Linked DNA regions of Mus musculus: region 2 is linked to region 1. A link is a contact called in public HiChIP or PLAC-seq data. All regions are on one chromosome and are shown on one strand. Each heading gives the region's core, a stretch centred on a gene start, on an enhancer-like site or on the middle of the called end of the contact. The rest is flanking DNA. Distances are from core to core; before and after follow the strand shown. Region 1 overlaps Camk1d (calcium/calmodulin-dependent protein kinase ID). Region 2 overlaps Gm29857 (a long non-coding RNA gene).

The links. HiChIP or PLAC-seq counts read pairs in DNA pulled down with a chosen protein or histone mark.
Region 2: a contact with region 1 is called in an HNF4G HiChIP or PLAC-seq map of pancreatic cancer cells. The contact joins two enhancer-like sites. A contact is called at or near these places in 1 of 115 datasets of contacts at active chromatin or transcription factors (pancreatic cancer cells) and 1 of 9 other capture datasets (embryonic stem cells).

The regions. Positions count from the first base shown.
Region 1 is chr2:5,350,766-5,356,432 of GRCm38.p6, reverse strand. It overlaps Camk1d (calcium/calmodulin-dependent protein kinase ID), which reads left to right. Exons shown (of 11, transcript NM_177343.4): 5 at 1,638-1,764. Among named protein-coding and RNA genes, the nearest start is that of Gm36906, 39 kb to the right of the region's middle. Within about 2 kb of position 3,157, at least 10 of the 459 cell types and tissues checked have an H3K27ac peak or open chromatin away from gene starts, as enhancers often do. A contact at or near this core is called in pancreatic cancer cells, where this site is marked.
Region 2 is chr2:5,731,229-5,736,941 of GRCm38.p6, reverse strand. All of the region lies in intron 1 of Gm29857 (a long non-coding RNA gene), which reads right to left. Among named protein-coding and RNA genes, the nearest start is that of Gm29857, 6.1 kb to the right of the region's middle. Within about 2 kb of position 3,026, at least 23 of the 459 cell types and tissues checked have an H3K27ac peak or open chromatin away from gene starts, as enhancers often do. A contact at or near this core is called in pancreatic cancer cells, where this site is marked.

The sequences.
Region 1 (5,667 bases), core at 1,908-4,407:
CATACCAGAATCTTTCAGTGCACACACATATATATACACACAAACACACCCCATACCACACACCACCACACATATATACCCCCACCCCATTTCAGATCTACCAAATTATCTGTCTCCTCCATTTAATAACTCCACAGGTAGAAAGGTAACAATGATATCCAACAAGGTCAGAAAAACACTTTCTAAACATATCTAATCACTGTACCTATAAGAATTGCTAAAATTCAATGTTTAGCAACCCAAGATTTTCCCCAGGAGCCTGACAAAAAAAGACTACATCTTTATTCTTGGGCTGGGAGAGTAACCAGTCTGGCAACCGGGTGGGAAAACAAGCTTCCTTTCCATAGCCTTCCTTCTGCTTTCATTCCCTTAAGGTTCATTGTAGGCAAGAGCCACAAGTACTTATTCAGTCAGTACACCTTTAGAACTGTCCTGGTGGATAGATGTTAGCAGACAGTCCTGACACCAGCCCCCTGAGGGATAGCATCAACTGAGGTCACACAAAACGAATATGGATAAATAAAAATGCAGGTTCCTATTCTGTGTTGAGTTTCTCAGCCCTGTAGAACAGGGACTAGCCTGAGACAGGTGTATCATGGCATCTACAGGCCCTGCCCCAGTCTTTGCCAAGACTAATGACAACCCCCAGTTCTGAATAAACTCTGCAGACAATGTTTTATTGTCTGCCCCAAGGAAGTCCCTTCCGTATGTCACTGATATTATAAAACCACAGTGAAGACAAGCTGGGCACAAAGGTACACCCCTATAATCCCAGGAGGCTGAAGCAGGAGTGTGGAACCACTGTCTGAGCTCTCCCCTGAACTGTGCAGATGGGTAACAAGAAGAGACTGCAGCCTGTGCTTGGCACAAAAGCAACCAGGAGAGGGGTCTTTAGGGGCGCAGGACTAGGAGTCGCTGCTTCTTTTGCTCCCAGAATGCTCCTTCTTCCCCTGGAAGGGGTGTAAGCAGGTAGCTGATGATGTCAGCACTGTGCTGTGTGCAACCCGTCTTTCAGGACATGGTAGGATGTTACTGAGAGCCAGGAGAGAGGGCCTTGCATCACAGCAAACTAACCTGCAAGGGTCTCTGATTGACTGGGAATCCTGTCCCCCTAGCCAAGAACCAATGACAGTCTGAGAGCTGACACCTTCTTAGGTTCCCTCAAGACTGATCTTTTAAGGAGACAAAATACTAGTGAAGGAAAAGAATAACATTGAAGACTGACTTGTGCTAAATGCTCTACAGCCTCCATCCCCAGCCTGTGTCTTAAGTCCTGCCATTTTAATTGACATCTATTGATAAAGACATTGTCTATGTTTAAAGATCAAAGTTGTTCTTAATTGTGAGATTTGATGAAACTCCCATTAGTAAGACAGCTTTAAATGGACCTGTTATTCAATTGTTTGGGTTCTTTTGTTGTTGTTATTTGGTTTGTTTGTTTGTTGCTTGCATTCAATCCCAGGCATCAAGTCCAAGGCTTCTTGTGTGTTAAGCAAACCCTCTACCACTGGGCTGCATTCCCATGCCTCTTTTTATTTTTTATTCAGAGAGACATGCTTTCCCAAGTAGCTAGGATGAGAGACCTACAGCCCAGGCTTGCTTTACAGTCTGTAAGTTGCTTCTGTTTTGTTTTCTAGCCGGAGAATCTCTTATACTACAGTCAAGACGAGGAGTCCAAAATAATGATCAGTGACTTTGGCTTGTCGAAAATGGAGGGCAAAGGAGATGTGATGTCCACGGCCTGCGGGACCCCAGGCTATGTTGGTAAGGATAATGAGTATGTGAGCGTGTTTGTGTGTATCGATGAAGCTGGGTTGTCTCCATGTCAACTTCATCTTCCTTCTGAAGCATTGGAGCTTGGCACAATCACAGAGGCCTGCCTTTCTCTTGAAGGAAGGATACAAATATTGAGAGACCCCTCCACAGTACGTTATCAGTGAAGCAATTTCCCTAAAACCTTTTAGCAGTTGGGTGGAAATCCTGTTTGAATTGGTTGTGGGCCCAACTGGAGTCTAAGAGCAAAATGGGATGGATTCCCAGGTTCTAATAACAGAATTAGGTTATGTGTCTATTTTTGGATGGTTTACAGTAAAGCACCAAGCATTGATAAGGTGTGGGACTCAATAAAACATGATAAATGTTGAGATTGCTGCAGCCAGAGAGGAAACACTGGTACAAGGAGTACAGAAGAATCCATGAGTAAGTCGCCCCCTCACGTCAGCTGACCTGGGTCTGTGTGGACAGAGTCAGGGGTTGTGACAGCTTTTCCTAAAATCACAAGTGTACCTTCTTTCTGTCACCCATGTAAAATGCAGCGATGGCTGCTGACAGTGTGAACAGTTTGGTGCTGAGATTCATCTTCTGGTTTCTGGAGACAGCCCACCAGAACTGTGTTAGCATTCTGTTGCAATAACAAATACCGGAGAGAAATCAGCTTATGAATAAGAAAGGTTAATTTTGCTTGGTGGATTTTTTTTTCCTTTTGGAGGTTTCAGACTGTGATTTATTGGCCCTGTAGCTTTTAGGCTTGCAACAAAAAATCACATCATGGCCACAGCACTTGGTAAAACCATTCACCCTGTGGCTGGGACCGGAAGCAGAAAAGAAGAGTAAAGGATGGGGTATTAGCACCTTCAAAGGTCTAGTCGCACTGACCAGGAAAACTCACAACAGGCCCTACCTCAGTGGTCTGCCATCTCCCAAAAGTACTACATGCTGAGAACCAAGCCTTCAGGGAGCACTTTCCCAGACAACTGTTCACCTCAGTGGATTCAGTCACTTATCAAATATGTACTCAGTACCTACTGTGTCCCCAGCACAGGAAGGAAGAAAAGGAAGGAGGGAAGAGGGAAGGGAGGGGGGAGAGGGAACACTGTGTAAGCCTCCCTAAGGAAGGATGAATTAGTATTAACAGCCTCCACTATTCCCATGAGTCTTTAGGTACAACTAGGAAACCTTCCCAACAGGCCTGGGAGATCCAGTCTGAGACTAAATGGGTCTAGAGACTGCAGAGCACTGTGGGAGTTCTGTGTCCTTGGAGGCACTCCATGGTGTCTCAGGTCTTTGCATAATTACATTGTCATACATTGGTATGTCATACATTGGTATGCCACCACTGTTTCATTTCCCAAGTTTCTCAGAGGAGGGAAGCCGAGAGCCGCCAGACAGGAACTACGAGTGAAATGAAGAAGGGAAAGAGCTGAGAGGTTTAGTAGGATGGGATCCTGACTGAGAGGGTGTGGCAGAGAGAACCGCTAGGGGCTGCCCCGGGTGGGACCCATGGCCCTGGGGTGTGAGTCATTAAATGTCCGAGTCGTTAAGATGACCATAGAGACTCAAGAGAGGGACAGATGGGCCCGCCAGCTGTCTTATGATAATATGGTGAGGCATAGATGGGTGGGACTGTGGAATGTGGAGAAGGTAGAGAGGCAGTTGAGTGAGTGACAAGTGCATGCGCAGCTGGTGCGAAGATGTGTGGGTGTGCGGTGTACGGATGCAGTTTCTCCCTTGTGCTGTCTGTGCAGGCAGCAGGGGGTGAACGAGAAGGTGCACCCTTGGCATCTTTGAAAAACAAGGGACTCAGCAAACAAAGAGTCTGTTGCACCCACCATGAGTCACGGGTATCAAAAGTGAGGGGTGCTAGCTTGTGTTGTGAGATTCAGTCTCTTGGTCAGGACGCCCCAGGTGGTGAGCCATATTCTCCAGGCTCCATCACTCTGGACCATTTTTTGCTTTCGGGCTTCGAGCTGAGGTTTTCCTGCTCTAACAGAATATTCTTACCTATGCACCTCGCTGATCTCATTTTAATTCTGAGACAGGAAAGCTCTAAAGCTTTCTAGATTGACTCTTGGCTCCCCTATGTGGATGGCAGTGTCCCCATTGCTAGGTGGCCGCCATCTGCAGGCTTTGTTTTGGTTTCTTGCTTTGGTCAGAACGGATGGACTTAGGGACAGTGTTGAAAGCGACTCCTTAAAGGGCAGGTAAGCAAGTACTTGTGAGATTTGGTTGCCAAACCCTGAGTTCTCTTAGAGCAATAGTAACGCAGCTACTGGTTTTGCTCACATCTACCGAGCACCCAGAGTGAAAGAGGGCACCTGTCTCTGGGGTCTTTGAGCAGTCATCAGCCAACGTGGGTCTTTTTCTACCCCCAAGTCTTTGTGCCAATTTCCTTTGCATCCATCAAAGCCCAGATGAACCCTCACCTCTTCTGGTTACCATCCTGCCTCTTCTCCTTCAACATCGGAATCCTTCTCCCCCTGTTTTCAGTGCATGGTTCCTCATCAGATTGAACCGGGGCCCATGTCTGCTTCGTCTCTTCACCACACTGTGGCTTTGGCACCTACAAGGGCTGTATCTTACTCATCTTTATACAGACACATGCCGAATTGCACACAAAGCACAAGGCTCGTGACACTTTTAAGACGTCTTCTCTTTTCACTCATTCCTTCAGCACACATTTATTGAATTCTCTCCTAAGAGTTGTTTGGTGTTCAGACATCTGACGACCTGACAGAAGGTGGAGCTCAGGCAAAGACAAGGAGAGTTACCAGTGCTGCATAAGCATGGACTCCTTGAGGCTGCTGCCTGCAGCATCTATGAGAAGGACCCAGACTCCTTTAGCTTGGAGAACAAGCTGCTACAAGTGAGTTCTTTTTGGTAATAATAATGAGGAAAAATAATCGATTCATCTGGTAGCAATGCTGCTCAGAGGTACAAGGTGTCTGTCAATATAAACCTAAATGTGGAATCCATTTAATTAAGTCTAGGGTTCTGTTCTCCTTGATGCCACCAAGAGGCAAAGTCACAACTAAGAAGTTTAGTCAGAGTGTCTGATCTATGGAATTAATTAAAATGTCCAAATGGGTCCCCTAAAGTCACAGAGTATGTGACAGGAAGCATTTTCTCAATCATGTAACTGATAATGAAGAGAGGTGACAACAGAGGTATTTAGTACAGGAGAGCCTGGGACTCTGTGTGTTTGTGTGTGTATGTGCTATATGTGTGCTGTGCTGTGTGTGTGCGCATATATGTGTGTGCTGTGTGGGAGAGGGTAGTGTATATGTATGTGTGCTGTGTATGTTTGCTGTTGTGTGTAGTGTGTGTGTTATATGTGCTATGTGTCTGTGTGTGGTGTGCATATATATGTATGCTGTGGGGGGAGGGTGGTGTGTGTGTGGTGGTGTGTATATGTGCTATATGTGTGCTGTGCTGTGTGTGTGTGCATATATGTGTGTGCTGTGTGGGGGAAGGTAGTGTATATGTATGTGTGCTGTGTATGTGTGCTGTTTTTGTGTGTGGCATGGTATGCGTGTATGTGTGTATGTATTATGTGTGTGCTGTGCTGTGTGGGTGGGTGCATATATGTGTATGCTGTGTGTGGAAGGGTGGTATATATGTGTGTGTGCTGTGTGAGTGTGGTATGTGTGATGTTGGTGTGTGTGTATATACATATATATATATATATATATATATATATATATATATATATACATACATACATATATATATGTGTGTGTGTGTATACATACATACATACATATATACATACACACACACACACATATATATGTAGGTATGTGTGTTGTGGGTATATATGTGGTATGTATGTGAATTTGGTGTGTGTATGTGTAGTGCATGTGCAGTGTAGAGTATGTGTGTGTGTGTGTT
Region 2 (5,713 bases), core at 1,777-4,276, 380 kb before region 1:
TGAACCAACCCCTTTAAAAAATCTATATTTTAAACATTTTCTACTTAAGACAACACCTTCTGTGGCTGCATAAGTTACATCTGGAGACTCTACTGGGCTCATGGATCACATGTTTAGAATTTCCTGCCATTCTGGTTGCTATAAGAATTACAGAATTGCTAAACATGAACAGCAATTCCATGGTTCCAGCCAACCTTCCTGCCTTGTCCTCTGCCTATGAAGAACAGGTAGAGACAGGTCTGTGCCAGTGAGTTTTGATCTTTTCCATTGCTATAGCCAACTCCCTGACAGTCTCTAAATATCTGCTCCTAGTCACAAGAGCAGAGGGTTGATCAAAGTTGTAGATAGACAAATTGGTAACTTAACTCTGTGCCCAACTGATGGAGCAGCAAAGTCACATGACCGGTGGCAGCCTGTGTGACATGATTCTCCTCTCATCAGTTTTGAATGCACTGACAATTTGGAGTCCTCTGTAGGCTGCAACCAGGAAGGTCAGGAGAAGTTTACACGACTGCTTGAATGGAGAGTATTTCACTCCACTGGAATTCACAAGTCCTCTAGAAGCCTCTGTGTACTGTTCCAGAGCTGCAGGCTTTCCACACTGTGAATGCTGTTTAGAAACTGTGAAGGCTAGCACAGTATGGAAGGAATCACTCCTATGTGCCATTTCGTGTTCAGAATAAGAGTGCTCTTCTAAGCTCCTGAAGTCACAAGCACAGTATGATATGGTAGGTGTTATAGAAAGGAGAGAAAGAGAACCAGGGCTTGTCAGTGACTGCCTGTGGGGTCCTTCTGCTGTCAGCTCCGATTGGCTATAAAGCTACTTTAAATGGCTTCATTTTGAATGCTAATTAGCTTGTTTGTTGAGCTGGCTTGCTCCCAGAGTGGCTTTGAGAACTGCTGCCTGGCCCTTCAGCAACTGCAAGGCCAGAGCTAGGACAAGATCTGCTATACAAACTCCACTTCCTCAGCCTCTGATTAGGGTGGACTCAGGTGGAGGAGCAGAGAGGAAAGGTGTAGTGGGACCCTGAGAGCATCCCTGGTGGCCTGAGGCAGCAGTCCCCTGCCCTGTGCATAGGCTTCTGGGGGAAAAACTATCAAAATAAACCAGGGGTTGTCTGGAGCTACTCGCTGTTTTGTCTGAAGGAAACCCCAGTTCCCCAAACTCCAAAAGGTACTCCAAATATCCAGAAATGAACTCACCCTGGACTCAACCTGGATTTCTGGCAGTTCAATAAAAGCCAGAGTTCCTGCAGAACTTGTGAAAACTGGTTCTCATTTTCCAAAAGAAGTTATTTCCCTTACTTCTGACAGAAAGGACCTATGGCTACCTGAAGTGCCTATCAGCATATCAAAGCAGAGGTTGGCCTCCAGGCTCCCAGAGTATCACAAGAACTTTTATACATTTCAAAGCCCACTTGGATCCCATTCCTTCTCACCTCTCTCCTATCTGAACTCCCTCTTGCTCACCGGATTCTCTAGTTCATCTATTCATTCACCTTATAAGCCTACTATGCCTACTACCATTGGGCCCCCCCTTGCAGGTCCCCTTCCCTTCCCCCAATAAGCTTACTTTAACCTAGGCCTGTCCTTAAGGGGACATCTTAGCACTGAAGAGGTCAGCTCAGGACCTTTGAAAAATTCCACCCCTCCCCTCCTGGAAGAGACAGGTCAGAGAGCATGTAGGCCGGAAGGGAAAGGCTGATTACCTCATTTACTAAAGACCAATCAGTTTAAAGGGTGCTCTGTTCTGCCAGTCATATTGTGCCTAGTTGCTGATGTTCTCTGCCGCCCCTGGAAACTGTATAAAAACCCTCTCCAAATGGGCCACCCAGGGTGGTCGCCTCTTTCAGGTACAGGGCAACCCCAGTGCACTGGAACAATAAATTCCTTTTGCCTTTGCATTGATCCCTGGCTCTCTGTTGTTCACTTGGGGGGGGGGGGGGGTCCCTGCTAGTTAAGGCTCATCAGAGTCTTACATTAGTTTTGTATAAAATCGTATGTTTCATGTAAGTCTATTTGCATCCTAAATTAATTTGGGGGGAAGTGTTAAGGATTGAACCTATGGCCTTGAATATGCCAAGCAAATATTCTGCCAATGAGTTAAGCCCCAGATCCCTTTGACAATATTTTTTTTTGTAGTTTTAGATACTGCCACAAATAATGTATCATGGGGGGGAATTAAAGAAATTATGAGTTTTTCTGTTTACTAGGAGTCAGCCTCTTGTGCTGGTTTGAATGAGAATATCTGGCTAACTCATTTTTTGAACTCTTAGTCCTGTATAAAAGTGGGGGTTTCAGAACTAAAGTATCAAGTGAGGACATGACCACTCTGAGGTATGGTTGACAAAGTTTTTATTGTAGATACTGGGGAGGGTACAATCCAGAGCAGGGAGAGAAAGTAGTAGACTAAACATGGCCAGTCTATTACCGTGGGAGCACAGCAGCATCCAGGCAGGCATGGTCCAGGAGGAGCAGAGAGCTCTACATCTTCATTTGAGGGTCTCAAAGCCTATGCCCACAGTGACACACTTCCTCCAACAAGGTTACACCTACTCCAACAAGGCCACGCCTCCTAACAGACTCACTCCCTGGGCCAAGCATATACAAACCACCACAGACTAGAGCCACTCCCCGGGCCAAGCATATACAAACCACCACAGACTAGAGCCACTCCCCGGGCCAAGCATATACAAACCACCACAGACTAGAGCCACTCCCTGGGCCAAGCATGTACAAACCACCACAAACTAGAGCCACTCCCTGGGCCAAGCATATACAAACCACCACAAACTAGAGCCACTCCCTGAGCCAAGCATGTACAAACCACCACAAACTAGAGCCACTCCCTGGGCCAAGCATATACAAACCACCACAGACTAGAGCCACTCCCTGGGCCAAGCATGTACAAACCACCACAGACTATTTCTAGTTTGTGCTCTGCTTTGTACTTGTAGGTCAAGAGGTAATTCCTCAACTGCCGATCCCTTGTCTGGGAGACCTTCCTGGTAGTCAATGTTCCTGACAGATACTTCATAGAGTTGCCTCTCTTTGTCTTCTGAATCATTCACTCATGAATTAACAGCTGAATTCCTGTGGTAGTCCAGGAGCTGATTCATTGCCAGGTCTGGGTGGGGAGTGTCTTTAAAAATGAATGTAAAATAAATGTCTCTGAACTCAGAGGACCTGACTTAAAGTTTGCAGTGGTTTGACCCTGGTCTTTGTTCCTGGCGTTGGAGTTTTTATTCCCTTATCAAATGAAGAGCTCGTCTCCAACTTGCTTTTCTTTGGGCTTGACTGATGCCTTAGGCTGGAAGGTCCTCAAGCAGGAATAACTTGCTTCTGCTTTGTCTTCTTGACTTTGGCTGGTGTTTCTTCACTATCTCATTATGGCTTTGATGCTTTTAAGAAAACTAAACAAATATTTCATCCAGCTTGGCAGGCTGTCTTTGATCTTAATCACTCATCTTGTTGTTGCCAAATTAGACCTACAATGTAACTTAGGTTCAAATCCCAGCTCTTATTTTCAACTGGCCTGGGTTGGCCAAATTGTCTTCCTCTTGATTTGTCACACACATTAAACCCTACCAACTGATCTTTGTGGTTGTGTAATTTGAAAGTTAAAGCCTTTGTTTTTTTGTTCTGGTAAAGTGGTACAGTAACAGATGTGTTCATTGACTGTGTCCCAAGCTAGAAGGTAAGTTTAGGATTATGGAAAATTTGTGTGTGTGTCCCTCCCCCAATTTTCTCTTTCCCAGGAAATGCCTGATAAGGAGAATCTGCACAGTATGCTTGAGCTGAGGGAAATGGTTACTTTGTAAAGATAACCAAGGACTCAATCAAAATACATATTGCTTATAAACAAAAACATACTGCAAAAAAATGGGCAGAGGGTCCTATTCACTTGCATTATTTTGTAAAGTTGATCAGTGTTAAACTGGTTCTGGCTTTAGTTTTTCATTTAATGTGGCCTTGTAATAGAGTCCTTACACTAAATATTTCTTCTAATCTGAAGTAGTTTAGCAAAAGTTCTGTCATTAACATAAGCATAAGTGGTGTGTGTATATGTGTGTATGTGTGTGTGTGTGTATGCATGTCTGTTTTAAACCAGGGGTTGATTTAGTAAACTTGGGTTACCCACAGTCACCAAAGCTGGGGTGCCAGCTTCCGGTGTGTGTCTCTGCAGCGTTTTAGAGGAGTTGTAATCAGAACATTTAAAGAAGCCAAGCATGCTTTTTTATAGTGTCGCGATGCCCCCAAAGACTCAGTGTTTCAGACGAGAAAGCCATGGAATTATGATAGGCGGCAGATTGGCTTCTCCATGTCAGATGCTTGGCAGTTGATCCTTGCCTGATGGCCTTAAAACACCCCATCTGCGGAGAGAACGCTAACACGTTCATTTTCTGGATAAGGACATCAGCTTGGAGGGAATTCTTTGACTTGTCCAAGGCCACAGAGCCTTGGGGAAGAGGCTCCCCATTCCCTACCTTCCTCTCTGGAGACCTTCTGCTGTTCTATTACTCGCAACAGAACAAACGGCACCTGTGTGCTCTGAGGGTCAATTAAACTCATGGAGTGTTTGCTTGAAATTTTACAATGTTTGCCATCAAGACTCTGGTAATGTGTCTTTAAAAGGTGACAAGGGAGGCTGGAGGGGGTGTGTGGCTCAGTGGATAAAGCACCTGCCGCAGAAGCTGGAGGGCCTGAGTTTGGCTCTTCAGAAGCCATGGAAAAGGTGTGGCATAGTAACACCTGTAGCCCTTGAGTTAGGAAACAGAGCGAGGCAGGGCCCTGGGGCTTCCTGACCAGCCTTCTGGCAGAATTGGAAAGCTTCAGGTTCAGAGTGAGATCTTGTCTCAAAAGAAAAGATGGAGAAGACCGAGAAAGCACCTGGCACTCACCCTTGGCCTCTGTGTGCACTTGCCTGCACACACACTCCGTTGGGTAAGCACATGCAAGCACGCACAAAGGGATGAGGGCCGTACTTGGCCTCTGTGTGCACTCCTGCACACACACTCCATTGGGTAAGCACATGCAAGCACGCACAAAGGAACGAGGGCCGTATCATGATAGCACCTTTGGGACTGAATGGAGAAGTTGGACATCTAGGCACACAGAAATAACTCGCATCAGGAATGGAGTGGTCTGTCCATTACCAACAATGGACACGCAGGTGAGCTTATTGGGTGGAATTGGTAGGCTGAGCCACCCACCCATCTCTCATGAGATCAAGATACTAAAATTTCAGAAGGGTAGAAGGGGAAGTGTGACCAGAATACATGTATAAAGTTGTCCAATAATAAAATCTAAAAACACTAGATTTTTTTTTTGTTGTTTGTTTGTTTATTTTGAGACAGGGTCTTTATGTAGTGCTGACTGCCCTGAAACTCACTATGTAGATCAGACTGGCTTTGAACTCATAGAGATCTGTCTCCTGCCTCTGCCCCCCTCTGCCTCTCTGCCCCTCTGCCTCTGCCTCTCTGCCTCTCTGCCTGCCTCTGCCCACCTCTGCCCATCTCTGCCCACCTCTGCCCCTCTCTGCCCCTCTCTGCCTCCCTCTGCCCCCCTCTGCCTCTCTGCCCCTCTGCCTCCTCTGCCTCTGATGAGCTGAGAATAAAGGTGTGTGGCACCACAGTCAGGCTAAAAAGTAGGTTTTTAAAAGCTTAATTTTATAGACAAAACCTGAAATAAAGCCTCCCCTGTACATGAAAAA